Regions from separate parts of the Mus musculus genome. Here regions 2 and 3 are each linked to region 1. A link is a contact called in public HiCAR-type and HiChIP or PLAC-seq data. All regions are on one chromosome and are shown on one strand. Each heading gives the region's core, a stretch centred on a gene start, on an enhancer-like site or on the middle of the called end of the contact. The rest is flanking DNA. Distances are from core to core; before and after follow the strand shown. Region 1 holds the start of Tmem169 (transmembrane protein 169). Region 2 holds the start of Usp37 (ubiquitin specific peptidase 37). Region 3 holds the start of Ctdsp1 (CTD (carboxy-terminal domain, RNA polymerase II, polypeptide A) small phosphatase 1).

What was found. HiCAR-type assays count read pairs that join an accessible place to other places. HiChIP or PLAC-seq counts read pairs in DNA pulled down with a chosen protein or histone mark.
Region 2: a contact with region 1 is called in an H3K27ac HiChIP or PLAC-seq map of extraembryonic endoderm stem cells, with 9 times the contacts expected there. The contact joins the promoter of Usp37 here to the promoter of Tmem169 in region 1. A contact is called at or near these places in 1 of 39 promoter capture datasets (pre-B cells) and 1 of 115 datasets of contacts at active chromatin or transcription factors (extraembryonic endoderm stem cells).
Region 3: a contact with region 1 is called in a HiCAR-type map of astrocytes, with 3 times the contacts expected there. The contact joins the promoter of Ctdsp1 here to the promoter of Tmem169 in region 1. A contact is called at or near these places in 3 of 115 datasets of contacts at active chromatin or transcription factors (astrocytes, embryonic stem cells and large pre-B cells).

Annotation. Positions count from the first base shown.
Region 1 is chr1:72,282,184-72,286,367 of GRCm38.p6, forward strand. It overlaps Tmem169 (transmembrane protein 169), which reads left to right and starts at 2,190. Exons shown (of 3, transcript NM_175564.4): 1 at 2,190-2,283. Pecr (peroxisomal trans-2-enoyl-CoA reductase) reads right to left here and starts at 2,138. Exons shown (of 8, transcript NM_023523.6): 1 at 1,910-2,138. The coding sequence starts at 2,033. It overlaps Gm51631 (a long non-coding RNA gene), which reads right to left. Exons shown (of 3, transcript XR_003947863.1): 3 at 2,315-2,565.
Region 2 is chr1:74,503,345-74,507,528 of GRCm38.p6, forward strand. It overlaps Usp37 (ubiquitin specific peptidase 37), which reads right to left and starts at 2,477. Exons shown (of 24, transcript NM_001310662.1): 1 at 2,316-2,477. Cnot9 (CCR4-NOT transcription complex, subunit 9) reads left to right here and starts at 2,716. Exons shown (of 8, transcript NM_021383.5): 1 at 2,716-3,117. The coding sequence starts at 3,094.
Region 3 is chr1:74,389,650-74,393,833 of GRCm38.p6, forward strand. Ctdsp1 (CTD (carboxy-terminal domain, RNA polymerase II, polypeptide A) small phosphatase 1) reads left to right here and starts at 1,960. Exons shown (of 7, transcript NM_153088.2): 1 at 1,960-2,315; 2 at 3,629-3,777; 3 at 4,148-4,184. The coding sequence starts at 2,249.

The DNA of each region.
Region 1 (4,184 bases), core at 940-3,439:
TTATAATAGTCTACTGTCCAATTTGGGTTGACATAACAACAGAAAACAGCCATTAATTCTGGCGTTAGCAAAAAAACAACAACAAAGACTGAAAAAGCCATAGGAGAGAGTATTTCACATACTTGGTGCTGGAGAGATAGCCCGGAGCTTAAGAGAGCTTGTGCTTCTCTTGCAGAGGGCATGAGCTTGGCTCTCACCACGCACACTGGGTGGCTCACACTCCAGTTCCAGGGGATCTGCCACTTCCAGCCTTCATGGGCACCTGTACTCCCACTCACAGGCCCTCCTCTGCCTCCCAATACACATATATAATTAAAAATACAACAAAACTTTAAAAGAACTTTTTTTCCCATATTCTCTCATGGAAGGCAATCCAATGATAAATACAGCAGTACAATGTTCACTTCTCTTTTAGGTGTAGGAAGTATTTCCCTAGGGACATACCCCAGGACTCTCACAGCATCTCCAGGGCTGAGTGGCCTTATATTTACAGTCATGCCACAATACTCTGTTGGCCGACCCCAGAACTGGTGTAGTGTTTGCCCAATGCAAACTTACTCAAAAAGAGGTTCAACAACTAGCAATCCACAGAAGAGGAACCAAGGTTCTGCAAATTTGCTGACAGAGGCCAAGATCCTGACCTTTGTACTAAACAGGTACTGGTTGATTTTTTTTTTTTTTTAATAATTCCTCCTCCCAGGGGAAGTTTCCTGGTGGAAGACAGGCTGGAAGTAATGGTAAAGTGCAAACTGCAATACTGTCTTGTTTTTTTTTTTTGCAGTGTACTGCTGATAAGATAAAGTCAATCATTTCTCCATGTATTTATTTCTTGTGTTAGTTCAGCATGGAATGTCAAGGCCAAATCATTTCTCATTTGTTCCACTTGATGTCAGATTTTTAAAAATCTACTTGTCAGGGCTGGAGAGACGGCTCAGCAGATAAGAGATCTGTCTGCTCTTCCAGAGGTCCTGAGTTCAATTTCCAGCAACCATATGGTAGCTCACAACCATCTGTAATGGGATCTGATACTGTCTTCTGGTGTGTCTGAAGACAGCTACAGTGTACTCATATACATAAAATAAAATTTTAAAAATCTTTAAAAAAAATCTACTTGTCAAAGCTCTTTGCACAATACAAGCGTCGTGTTGGAAATACTTTTCAAATATGCCTTTATAAACTTTGCACTCTTCCTTCTTACCCACATCTTCGAGGCAGGGTTTCTTTGTGAAACCTCGACTGACTTGGACCTCGATCTGTAGACCAGGCTAGCCTGAAACTCACAGAGATCCACCTGTCTCTGCCTCTTGAGTGCTGGAATTAAAGTCATATGTCACCACCACCTGGGAACAGTTTGCTTTGGGTTAAGAGTAAACCCAAAACCCGGACATGGTGGCGCACGCCTTTAATCCCAGCACTCGGGAGGCAGAGGCAGGCGGATTTCTGAGTTCGAGGCCAGCTGGTCTACAAAGTGAATTCCAGGACAGCCTGGGCTAATAAAAAGAAACCCTGTCTAGAAAAAAACAAAAAAAACAAAACAAAATAACAAAAAAAAGTAAACCCAAAGAAGATGCACATTCTCACATATTTAAATATTAAATGTAACTATTTTCTTCTTGATGGCTTCCTTGTGCGTGTGTTTACGTGATCATTCTAAGTTTAATAACTTTTCCTTTTTCTTGCTTTTAGCACAGGGGACGTGAGAAGAAAATCTGATCAGGGCCTCTCAACATTTCTCGGCTATTCGGAATAAAACCTCTGTTATTTCGTTTTCCCTCATTGCTCAGCTCTGCAGACCGGAGCTTTGCAACCTCTTCCCGGTCCGCCAGCACTCCCCTCTGTCTCTGAACCCAGTTTACCCGAGCTGGACCTCTGCGGACACTAGCCCAGCCCCAGAGGCCTGCTCACGTACCCAGGTGCAGGAGCTCCCGGGAGACGGCTTTTCCAATGCCTGTGCCCCCGCCGGTGACCACGGCCACTTGGTTCTTCAGCAACCCGGCCGCTAGGTAGCTCTGACCAGTCTTCCAAGAGCCCATGGCCACAAAGTGTCTGTCTCTGAGTTCTTGCTAAAGCTAGACCACGTGTTCCTCAGAAGTAGCTCTATTAGTAGCAGTCCTTGGCCACGTAACCAAACAGACCCCGCCCCTAAGTCCGCGTGGTCCCGCCTCAGGCCCCGCCCAGGCCCCGCCTTCGCGGCGCGCTAGGCCTCCTCCCAGAGCTGGACCGCTCCTGGCGGCCGCCCGCAGCCGTCTGCATCCTCAGCTTCCCTCCTGGGTCCCAGTGAAGGTGTGGGTGAGACTCCTCGTTCGATTTTTTTCATATTTATTTTTAAATGTCGGTGACATTGGGGGGAAACGACAGAGGAATGAAAAGAGAGTGAGAAAGAACGAAATGGGAAGGATATTTTCTGTTCTGAAAATCCAATCCTTGGGGCCATAGCTCCCACCGTTAATTAAAATTACATCTCCAGAGCATCTGTGTAGAGAAAGGCTGCAGGTCTGGGCCCTCGCAGTACCGATCTGCAACAGACATCTGGCTGTCTGGGCTTCAGCAGCTGTGTGCAGAGGGCTAGGAAGTGGGGAAAGGCTTAGGTTAGCTGAAGGGAAGCCATCCAGGTCCCAGATCCCTTCTTCTTCAGGGAGGGAGTCGAAAGGGAGGAGGGGGTGGGGCAGGAGAGGGCACACAGTTGCAGTTATCCACAGAGCCTAAATAATGAATGATTAAACAAAATGATTTTAGGCCACCCTCACCTCATTCTCAGTGCCCCACCCAGAAATGAAAAAAAAAAGCACCCTTCCATAGATTTGAGACCTGGTCCGTTTCATCTGGGTTATATAGCAGCAGATAAAGATGAATCGTTGCATGGTTCTTGTAAGATTCATTTCTAGGTTTATGGTTTTGGAACCTGCCTTTTAGCTCCTACCTTCAGCAAGGAACTTATCAGCTCCCAGTTGGTTCCAAGGAACAATTTATTGTTCACATTCTGTTTGTTTTGAATTAATTATTATTATTAATTTTTTTTTGAGACAAGGTCTCTCTCTCTATAGCCCTGGCTGTCCTGGAACTCACTATGTAGATCAGGTTGGCCTGGAACTTAAGAGATTCCCCCTGCCTCTGCCTACTGAATGCTGGGATTAAAGGCATGGGATACCATGCCCTGCCCTTCTGTTTGTTCATTTAAAAATTAACATTACATATGTGTGTGTGTGTGTGTGTGTGTGTGTGTGTGTGTGTGTGAGAAGACGAATTGCAGGAGTCAGTTCTCTTCTTGTACCGTATGGGTGCCACCAGGGATTGAACCCCATCATCAAGCGCAGCAGCAGCAGCCTTGCCCTCTTAGCTCTTTTCTGTTTATCTCTTTCCTTATGTCGGACTATGCTAGGTCATTGGTCTTAATCCAGGACAACAGTCTTTCTAACTTTGCCGGGGGTGCTCTGTTTTCCCTTTTCCAGTCAACAAATGCCATTTGTGTCTGTTTGGGGAGGTGGCGGTTGGAGCCACTACTTAAAAAATTCACAGAGAGAAGTGAAGTTAGACACTGGGTCTCTCGCACCAGCCAGACTGCAGTTCTGAGAGCACCTCTAGGCCCTCCACCTCCCTGGCCTTCTCTGACCTCTTTTTAGAAGCACTTCCCTCTCCAGCTTAGCTGCTGATGGATTCCAACCAGCACGCAGAAAGGAAGAGCTAAAGCTCTCTGGCTGTTTTTGTCTGGGAAGTCCATCAAGAGCTCTGGTAGCCGTCTGTTTATGTCAGTTATGTGATCATGAACACATTAAAAAATGGCACCACTGTAACCTCTTTTTAAAAATAATTCTTTTGTGTGTGTGTGTGTGTGTGTGTGTGTGTGTGTGGTGTATTTGTGTGTGTATGTGTGTTCCTGTTGAAGCCAGAGGAGATTGCTGGATATCCTTCTTTAGCATTGTCAGCCCTATAATCCCTTGAGACAGGGTCTCTCACTGAACCAGGAGCTTGCCCCCTTTAACTGGTGGGAGTCACAGACATCCTCCTGTCTGGCTTAGCCAGGGTTCTGGGGATTTGACTGGGGTCTTAATCCTTGCACAGAAATTAGTACCCTTTCCTGCTGGACCATCTCCACAGTCCCCTAAAAATACATTTAAATAGAGATGTTGAAGAATTGTTTCAGAAAAATACAGTTCCCAGCTATGTGATTCCCAAGGGCAAAGTGA
Region 2 (4,184 bases), core at 1,227-3,726, 2.2 Mb after region 1:
GTTATATAGAATCTTGTGATTCTGAAATGTTTTCCTTAAAAGAGAGAGAGGGGGGGGGGGGCAGAGACAGGTGGATTTCTGAGTTCAAGGCCAGCCTGGTCTACAAAGTGAGTTCCAGGACAGCCAAGACTATACAGAGAAACCCTGTCTCAAAAAACCAAAAAGAGAGAGAGAGACAGACAGACAGACAGACAGACAGACTTATAGCCAAGGCTGGTATATCTGAGGATTTGAATGTCTGCTCCTCCTGTCTCTGTTGGCTTTATGTAGTGCTGGAGCACAAAACTAGGGATTTGCCTGGCGGTGGTGGCGCACTGCTCACGCCTTTGATCCTAGCACTTGGGAAGCAGAGTCAAGCAGAGATTGCTGAGTTCAAGGACAGCCTGGTCTACAAAGTGAGTTCCAGGACAGCCAGGGCTACACAGAGAAACCCTGTCTCAAAAAAAAAAAATAAATAAATAAAAAAATAAACAAAGAAAAAAATCCCTAGGGATTCATGCATGCTAGGGAAGCATCCAGCAACTGAACTGTATCCCCAGAACATTATTTTACATTTTATCTTAAAGTAATGAGCACCTTGGCAATGAGAAAGCCACTGAAGGGTTTCAAGCAAAGAAAGTATACGTTATTTGAATGAATGGATAGTGTTGAGTTTGGGAAGAAGAGAAAACAAGAAAAACAAAACAAAACAAAACCCAGGGAGATCAGATAAGAAAGTAGTGTTTTTAACTCATAATTACAATAATAATTCTTACTTGACAGATTCTGAGTGTCAATACTTTAGGGAGTTTATAGCACTCATAATAATCCACTAAGGTGAGAACTTTTGTTTATTTGTTTTTAGAGACGGGTTTTTCTGTGTACCGCCACCCCCCCAACCCCAGCTATCCTGGAACTCACTCTGTAGTCCAAGCTGGTCTTGAACTCGGAGATCCATCTGCCCCTGCCTCCCATTACCCAGGTAAGCTAAGAACTCTTACTCCTATTCTACAGGTGAGAATAGGAATAAGGGAGATCAAGTCCCTATGAAAAAGAACTGTGGTTTGAATTAGAAAAGTCAAAGTGAAGAAGGTCAGAAATAAATGCAAAACATATATTAGAAGTAAAACAGAACTTGGAAAGGATATGAACACATAGGATGAAGAAATCAAGACTGCTTCTCAAGCTTCTACCCAGTGTCACTGAACAAATGGCTATGTGTCATCAAAATGGACATGCATGCCGCTTGTGGTGTAGTGGACACTGGAAAGGAGAGAATTTGGGTACAAGAGACAGATTGACTCCAGTTTTTAAAGGTATCATATTTGAAATTCCTAAGGGGAGAAAAAATCAAGCTGAGATGTTAAGCAGACAGTTGGCTATTTGAATATGGAGCTGAAAATAAGAAAATCTCAAGTTATCAACATATAGCAGAATTTAAAGCTTAGAGAGAAATGGAAGTACAACAGGGGAGAACCCCAGTCCAAAACCAAATCATTTACCCTGACAAAATTTCTTACCAACTGATTACATCTGTCCTTGGGTCTTCAGTCCCTCCTTTTCCTTTTGCCAGTATGCAACACTATTCTTTTGAATATTCACCCAAATATTAACATGACAAATGACAAACATCATACAAACACACTAGAGCCTATCTGTCTGGCCCAGAAGCCTCCTCTAATACTTAACACAATAAACCAAAATGCCCCCTTAACATTCCCTCTTAGATTAGTTCTTTCAACTATAGACTCATCAGGTACTGTTAACTCGCCAAAGGAATATCTGAAAAACACTACAGTACAACTCTCCAACGACACGGAACTTTATTACCTTTTTATTTTTCTCCAGATTTTGATTTAAAATTGGTTCAATAGACACCGTCAGTGTCCTGGCTAGATATGGGTAGCAACCAAAGGCACGACAAAAATTACACTCCCTTTCAGCGAGTAATGTCTAAGAGGAGTAGGAAAGTAAAGAATGGTCAAGCGGGCGTGTGAATATCGCAGTCAAGGTTTTAATGGATATGTGGCAACAAAGTCACCTGTAAAGACAGCAGGCCTTGCAGGGAGGTACGCTGAGACCACCTGAACCTTGGTGAAGAGAGGCCAGATTTAGAATGCAGAAAGCAAGTGACAACACGGACGCGTTAAAGGAGAAGTAAAGGGGGCAACACTCGAACGGGGCACCTGTAAGGCATTGGGTATCCAAGGACCCGGGGCGGGCTAAGCAGCAGCCGGGAGAACTCTGAAGTGGACGCCGAGTGGGCGGACCGCAGGGGTGGGGTGGGGGTGCCGGGGAAAACGGCTCAATTCAGAAGCTGTCCCGGCTCGTCTTACCTGCGCTAGAGGGTCCCAGCTCCGGACAAGCTTGCCGGAAGCACAAAGTTCCCGCGGAGGGGGTGGAGCCGAAAGGCTCGGAAGGAAGGGGCTCTACTAGCCCCAGAGAGCGAGGCCGGTCTCTCTCCTAGCACACCTAAACCCGCTGATGGCGGGAACTATGACTACACGCAAACACGTACGGACGCACGCACTCTCGACGCAACCAGTCCAGGCGCGTGCGCGTAAGCGCGCAAGTCCCGCCCCTCAAGCATTCGCTCTGCCCCTCACCATGCCCAGCCCCTAACCCGGGCGGCCCCGCCCCCGCCGTGACGACACTGTAATACACATGCGCACCGTCCACTTTACCAACTTTGGCCCTCCTACCATTTTCCTCACGCGCAACCGCTTGAGCATGCGCAATTCGTGTCCTTCCAAGCCTGCTGGCCTTTTCCCGCCCTTGTCTGGCCTTCGGGAGAAAGTCAGAGTTCACGTCTCTCAAAGGATTTACCTGCGATGCTGTGGGGATACGAGGGCCAGTAGTTTGCAGACGTCATTTTGATCCCGAATCTGAAGGTTCAAAGAACATACTTTGAGATTATTTGCTAGGCCGAGGTCCGGGAGGCGGGAAAGGGCTGGGTGGGCGGAGGGTCAGAGGTGAGAGGTCAAAGGCCCGCGAAGGGGGCGGAGCGAGGCGGAGGCGGATGGCGGCACTTCATCTTGGGCATCAGAGCCGCTGAAGCTGGGACGCGGGTCCGGTGCGTCCGGCGGGAGGAGGAGTGCGGCGGCCGCTCCAAACATGCACAGCCTGGCAACGGCAGCGGTGAGTGGTTGCTCCCGCTCGGATGTCCGTCTCAGCCTGTTTTCTAGCTCCCAGATCCGGGCCCTGAGTCCAGCTGCTCCTGCCCCTAGTCGCAAGGTCTGGGGGTCTCCACACGCCGACCGTGGCGGAGCCGGACCCCCGCTGTTCCCTCTCATCCCCTCCCGCCCCCTCTCCTGGCCTGGCGCGCGGCCTCTCGCGTTGTTTGCCAGCGCCAAGGCCTGGTCCCGCGCCCCGCGCTGCCCCAGCAGGCCATTCATTGATTCCTTTGCGCCTGGCGTCAGTTTATCTGGACGCGGGTTGTGAATGCTGGGCGTCGGCGGGGATGAGGATACTGCCACGGCCATTCGCTCTGGTCCCGTGATCCTAGACTTCCTCGCCTAGGCACATCTCAGTGGTTCGGAAATGGGCTTCTAGCTCAAGCCACTTGCTTTTTGCATGAGGAAAGACTTCCTCACGCCTCGCGTTTTATCTTTTAACAAGAAAAGCAAATCATGTATTATACCTCCCTAGAGTCGTACTATGGCTTTCGGTTAAATTTAGAGAAAGTAGACTCCTTCCCTGGCCTACAAGCCCTGTATGATGTGGTCCTTAGTCACGTTTATGGGCTTGGTTTTTGTCACTTGCTCCCTAAGCTCCGACCAAGAAGTATATGAACTTTTCTGTTACATATTCTCTACCTGGAATGTCTTTCTTAGGACTCTGCCTCCATACATACACACAAGTTTACCTCAGAGTGACTTTTTCCGACCATATTCATAGTAGCTTGTAACCCCAACATTTTCTCATATAGAGCACCGATCCCACGGTTTAATTACTAGACTTTTATATTTTATTTTACTTTTACTTGTGGGTTGTCTGTACTCTGTAAGTCAGGGGCAAGTATTTGGTGAGGCCTGTTCACTTGTTTTCCCCACCACTGGGACAGTTCCTACTACAGTAAGGTAAGCACTCAAATAATGCTGACTGAATGGCTACACTCACAACCATACTGGAAGCAGCATAGTTTAAAGACACTTCCAAAGGCCAGTTTCACTTTGTTTCACCAAGGGGAAATGCTATCAGGAAAA
Region 3 (4,184 bases), core at 710-3,209, 2.1 Mb after region 1:
GGCGCTCGGAGAGAGTTGGAAGGGCCTGGGTTGAAGGCTTCACTTTCCCAAGCTGTCCCCTCTTCTGTCATAAAGGCAAGAAGGGGATCGTTCCAAGGATCCCGAGTCAATTAAGAGCGCGCGCCCCTGGGCACCAACACATGGGAGGCAAAGACCTTGGGGTGTAAGGATGGCAGCGTTATGGCTCCCTAAGGGCAGAAGGGTCAGGGATCAGCGCCCCACACTCGCTGCTCGTGCGCACGCAGAGCAGGGGCCAAGCTCCCAGCCCGCTATCTGCTGGGAAGCCACAGGACGCCCACCCCACCACACCCGGCCACAGGGCCCAGGGGAGGAAGTGAGGCGTGCGTGTGAAGGCTGGGCATTCGTGTTTTTAAAATTAAGGCGAATGAAAGGAACTTTGTAAGACAGGAAAAATAAAAAATAAAAATAAACGAACCGCAGCCCTAGAGCGGCGCAACTGAGGGGCTTCCTGCGAGAAGGCTCTGTATGCAAACGCAGATTCAGGCTCTGGCTGGGGTGTGTCACTACAGATCCGGTGACACGTGTGTTTAAAATCTGAACGGTTGCGGTCTCAGGCGCCCAAGGGCGGGCGCTGGGCCCTCCCTCCGCGGGCGTCCCCTGAGCACTCGGGAGCACAGCCAGCCCTAGACGGGGCCCCTCTAATAATCACAGATAGGGGCGGTGGGGTGGGGGTGGAGGGCCTCTAAACAAGGTGGTATTTCTTCTAGTTCGATGGGATTTGGCTCTGCCAAGGACGAAGGGGCACGTTTCAAGCCGAGGGAACAGCACGTACAAGATACAAGGCGCCCTGAGCAGCAGAGGCTCGGCTTCTGCCAGGGTTTGGCAGGGGAAGAGGGCGAGATTTGCTACAGGACAGTCGGTAAAGGTAGGCGCCGAAGTGGACTTTTCAATCCTGGGATGTTCTCGAGACTGCAGGGAATGCTGATAGTTACAGTTGGATCACGAACATAATTTAGGACTGGAGAGGTTCATCAGCCGTTAAGAGAAGTCCCTGCTCATGCAGGCCACCTGAATGAGTTCAGGTGCCAGCACTCAAGGCTAACCACTGCCTCCAACTTCTGCTCCAGGCGATGGCGCCCTCTTCTGGCCATTGAAGGCTCCGGCATTCATACACATACACAAAAATAAAATCAATCTATCTACAATTCCACAATTTGATGAGTTTGCATAACTGGGGCTAGCAAAGAATGCCTTTGGGGGGGGGGAACGGGATATTCACAACGTTAGACAAAAGACCCATTGTAGAGGCGGTGAGAAGGCTTGGGGGTAAAGGTGTCTACTGGCCAGCCTGACTACCTGAGTTTGATGCCTCTCCCAAAGAGAGGAAGAAGAGAACTTCTGATCTCCACTCGTAGAACGTGTATCCTCCTCCACACATAAATATAACTTTAAATTTTTTAGGGGCTGGAAAAATGGCTCAGGGGCACATGTCACTCTTAAAAGGACTCTATTTCCGCTCCTAAGGCCCACACCGGCTATTAACTCCAGTTCCAGGGGGATCTGACGCCCTCGTCCGGCCTCAGAGTGCACTACAAATATGTGGAGTACATACATAAACATATATATTTTTACAGGCCATACACATAAAATATTTCAATTAAAAAAAAAACTAAAACCCATTTTACAGAAAGTTAGCGTCATCCCATTTTCCAGAGGAACAAACGGAGGCAGATCGTGTCAGCACTTTGGAATGCGTGGAGGTGGAGCCCCGACGTCCTCGGGCACTCCCCGACTGGGCGCCTGGGGCGGGCCTCAAGTCCCGGGGCTCGGTGGCCCGCAGCGGCGGGTTACGGCTGTCCGCTCTGCCACGCAGCCGCAGAACGCTCGGTCCGGCCAGCACACCGCAGGAAGAGAGGCGACGCCCCCTGGATCTCCGCAGCAACCCGGCCCGCCTCCCAGCCCGCCGGGCCCCAGAAGTGATGAAAGCTGCGGCGGAGTCCCAGGCGCGCCGAAGCCGTTGCCCTTTTAAGGGGAAGCCTTGAAACGGCGCCCGGGTTCCATGTTTGCATCCGCCTCGCGGGGAGGAAACTCCATGTTGTAACAAAGTTTCCTCCGCGCCCCCTCCCTCCCCCTCCCCCCGAGAACCTGGCTCCCCTCCCCTCCGAAGCTCGCGGGGATCCCTCCCTCCCACCCTCCCCTCCCCCCCGCGCCCCGATTCCGGCCCGAGCCGGGGGGGAGGCCGGGCGCCGGGGCCAGAGTCCGGCCGGAGCGGAGCGCGCCGGGCCCCATGGACAGCTCGGCCGTCATTACTCAGATCAGCAAGGAGGAGGCGCGGGGCCCGCTGCGGGGCAAAGGTAGGCGGGCGGCGGGAGGGCAGAACCGGACTAGGGGCCGTCCCCGCGCTGCGGTCGCTGCCGCTGTCCCGGGCGCGCGCCTCGGCCTGGCCCGGCCCGAGCCCCGGCCAGTGCGGCCGAGAGAGTTTGAACTCCGCGAGAGTCTGAGGCGCTGGGCGGGGCCTGGCGCCACCAGTGCGCTCGAGGCTTCTCGTAGTGGGGAAACTGAGGCAGAAGGCGAGCGAGGGGCTGGCGGGCTCCCGGGCGTCACCCCCTCCCCCAGTTTGGCGCCAATGGGACGAGAAGGTGGGGGTGAGGCGGCCACCCGGCCACCCGCTGAGGCTCCGCCCCCTCCAGGCTGAGGTCTGGAAGGGGTGCCGAGGTGACAGCGGGCTGGGGAGGCTTGCAGGGATCTCCCGCCAACTAACTCACAGCCAGGTTCCCACAAACTCGGGCGTCACGCGTGGAGGTGCAGACGACACCTTCGAAGGCAGAGAGCCCCTAGCCTTGCAAGACAGACTTGGGGGCCTTGTATCCAGCTGGGCACGCGACACCCAGGCTGCAACAGGCTAGGCCGGTTGGCCTCGGGCCTGTGCACGCTTGCACCCACCCTGTAAGGGGTGCTGCCCGCCTATGCGGAGCCCCTAAGGCTCGCAAGAGTGGGGCTCACCCCTCCCTCCCCTGTGTGAATTTCAAGATTGGGAAGTCACTCCGGGTTTGTCCACTGTCCAGTTCCTCGCTCTTTGGGGGTTGGGGGGGGGGTGGCCTGGAGGCAGAAAGGATTAGAGAAGAGGCTTGGTGGGGGTAGGTCTGTCAATTTAGACAGGCCGCTGCAAAGAGACGGGGCGGGGTGAAGGAGGTGGGGCCGGTGGGGCTGACAGCCCTGGGACACTGGCCTCTGGGCCCAGGCTCAATGGGGACTTTGGACTCACTGGGTAGACAGAATGGAGGGAGAGTGGGAGTGGACGACAGGGCCCTGAGCCCTGAAGGTCCAGAGCAGGGGATGCTCAGGTAACGTCCACCTGTGGGGTCAGATGATTGAGAACCAACCGTGAGAAAAATCGGTCCCCTCCTTAAGCCATCTACTTCTTAAAGTGGCTGCCTTCCTAAAAAGCCACACCAGATTTCCTTAAGACGCTGAGCTGCAGGGGCCCTGAAGTGGCCCGTGGTGGGGCTCATGGAAGCGGGGTTCTCTGGAGGACAGCCAGCCAGAGCCACCCCCATGTGTCTCCTGATGGAGGGAGAATGCTCACATTCTCTGTGCTCAGGGATTTGAGACTGGAGTGCATGCAGCCCCTGCAGGCCAGTGTGCCCACATTCACGTCTTGCTTCAGGTGACCAGAAGTCAGCAGTTTCCCAGAAGCCCCGGAGTCGGGGCATCCTCCACTCCCTCTTCTGCTGTGTCTGCCGGGATGATGGGGAGCCCCTACCTGCCCACAGTGGGGCTCCCCTGCTGGTGGAGGAAAATGGCGCCATCCCTAAGGTTTGTGGCAATTTGGATGCACCGAGACCTAGCCGGAAGTAGACTTGGCAGATACAGATAGGGGTATAGGCCCGAACTTCACTGATACACGTGCAGATCCTAAAATGTGCAGAGGGAGGGCGCTTGCCTGCTAGGTCCCCCCCCCCCTTTCCAGCCCCACTGCAGCCTCCCAACCCACAGTTATGCCTTCCTTGCTGGTGGGAACTTTATGAGGTGAGGAAAAAGGATCCATATATCTTACCCCTGGCTCACAGTTTGCAAGACTCCAAGCTGGGGAGGGGGTAGAAGGTCTGGTCGGGTCCTCAGATAGAGAAATTTGGGGAGGGAAGCCCCTGTAAGAGGTGCCCTTCCAGCCCAGCCCTCCCCACAGCACACCCCAGTCCAGTACCTGCTTCCCGAGGCCAAGG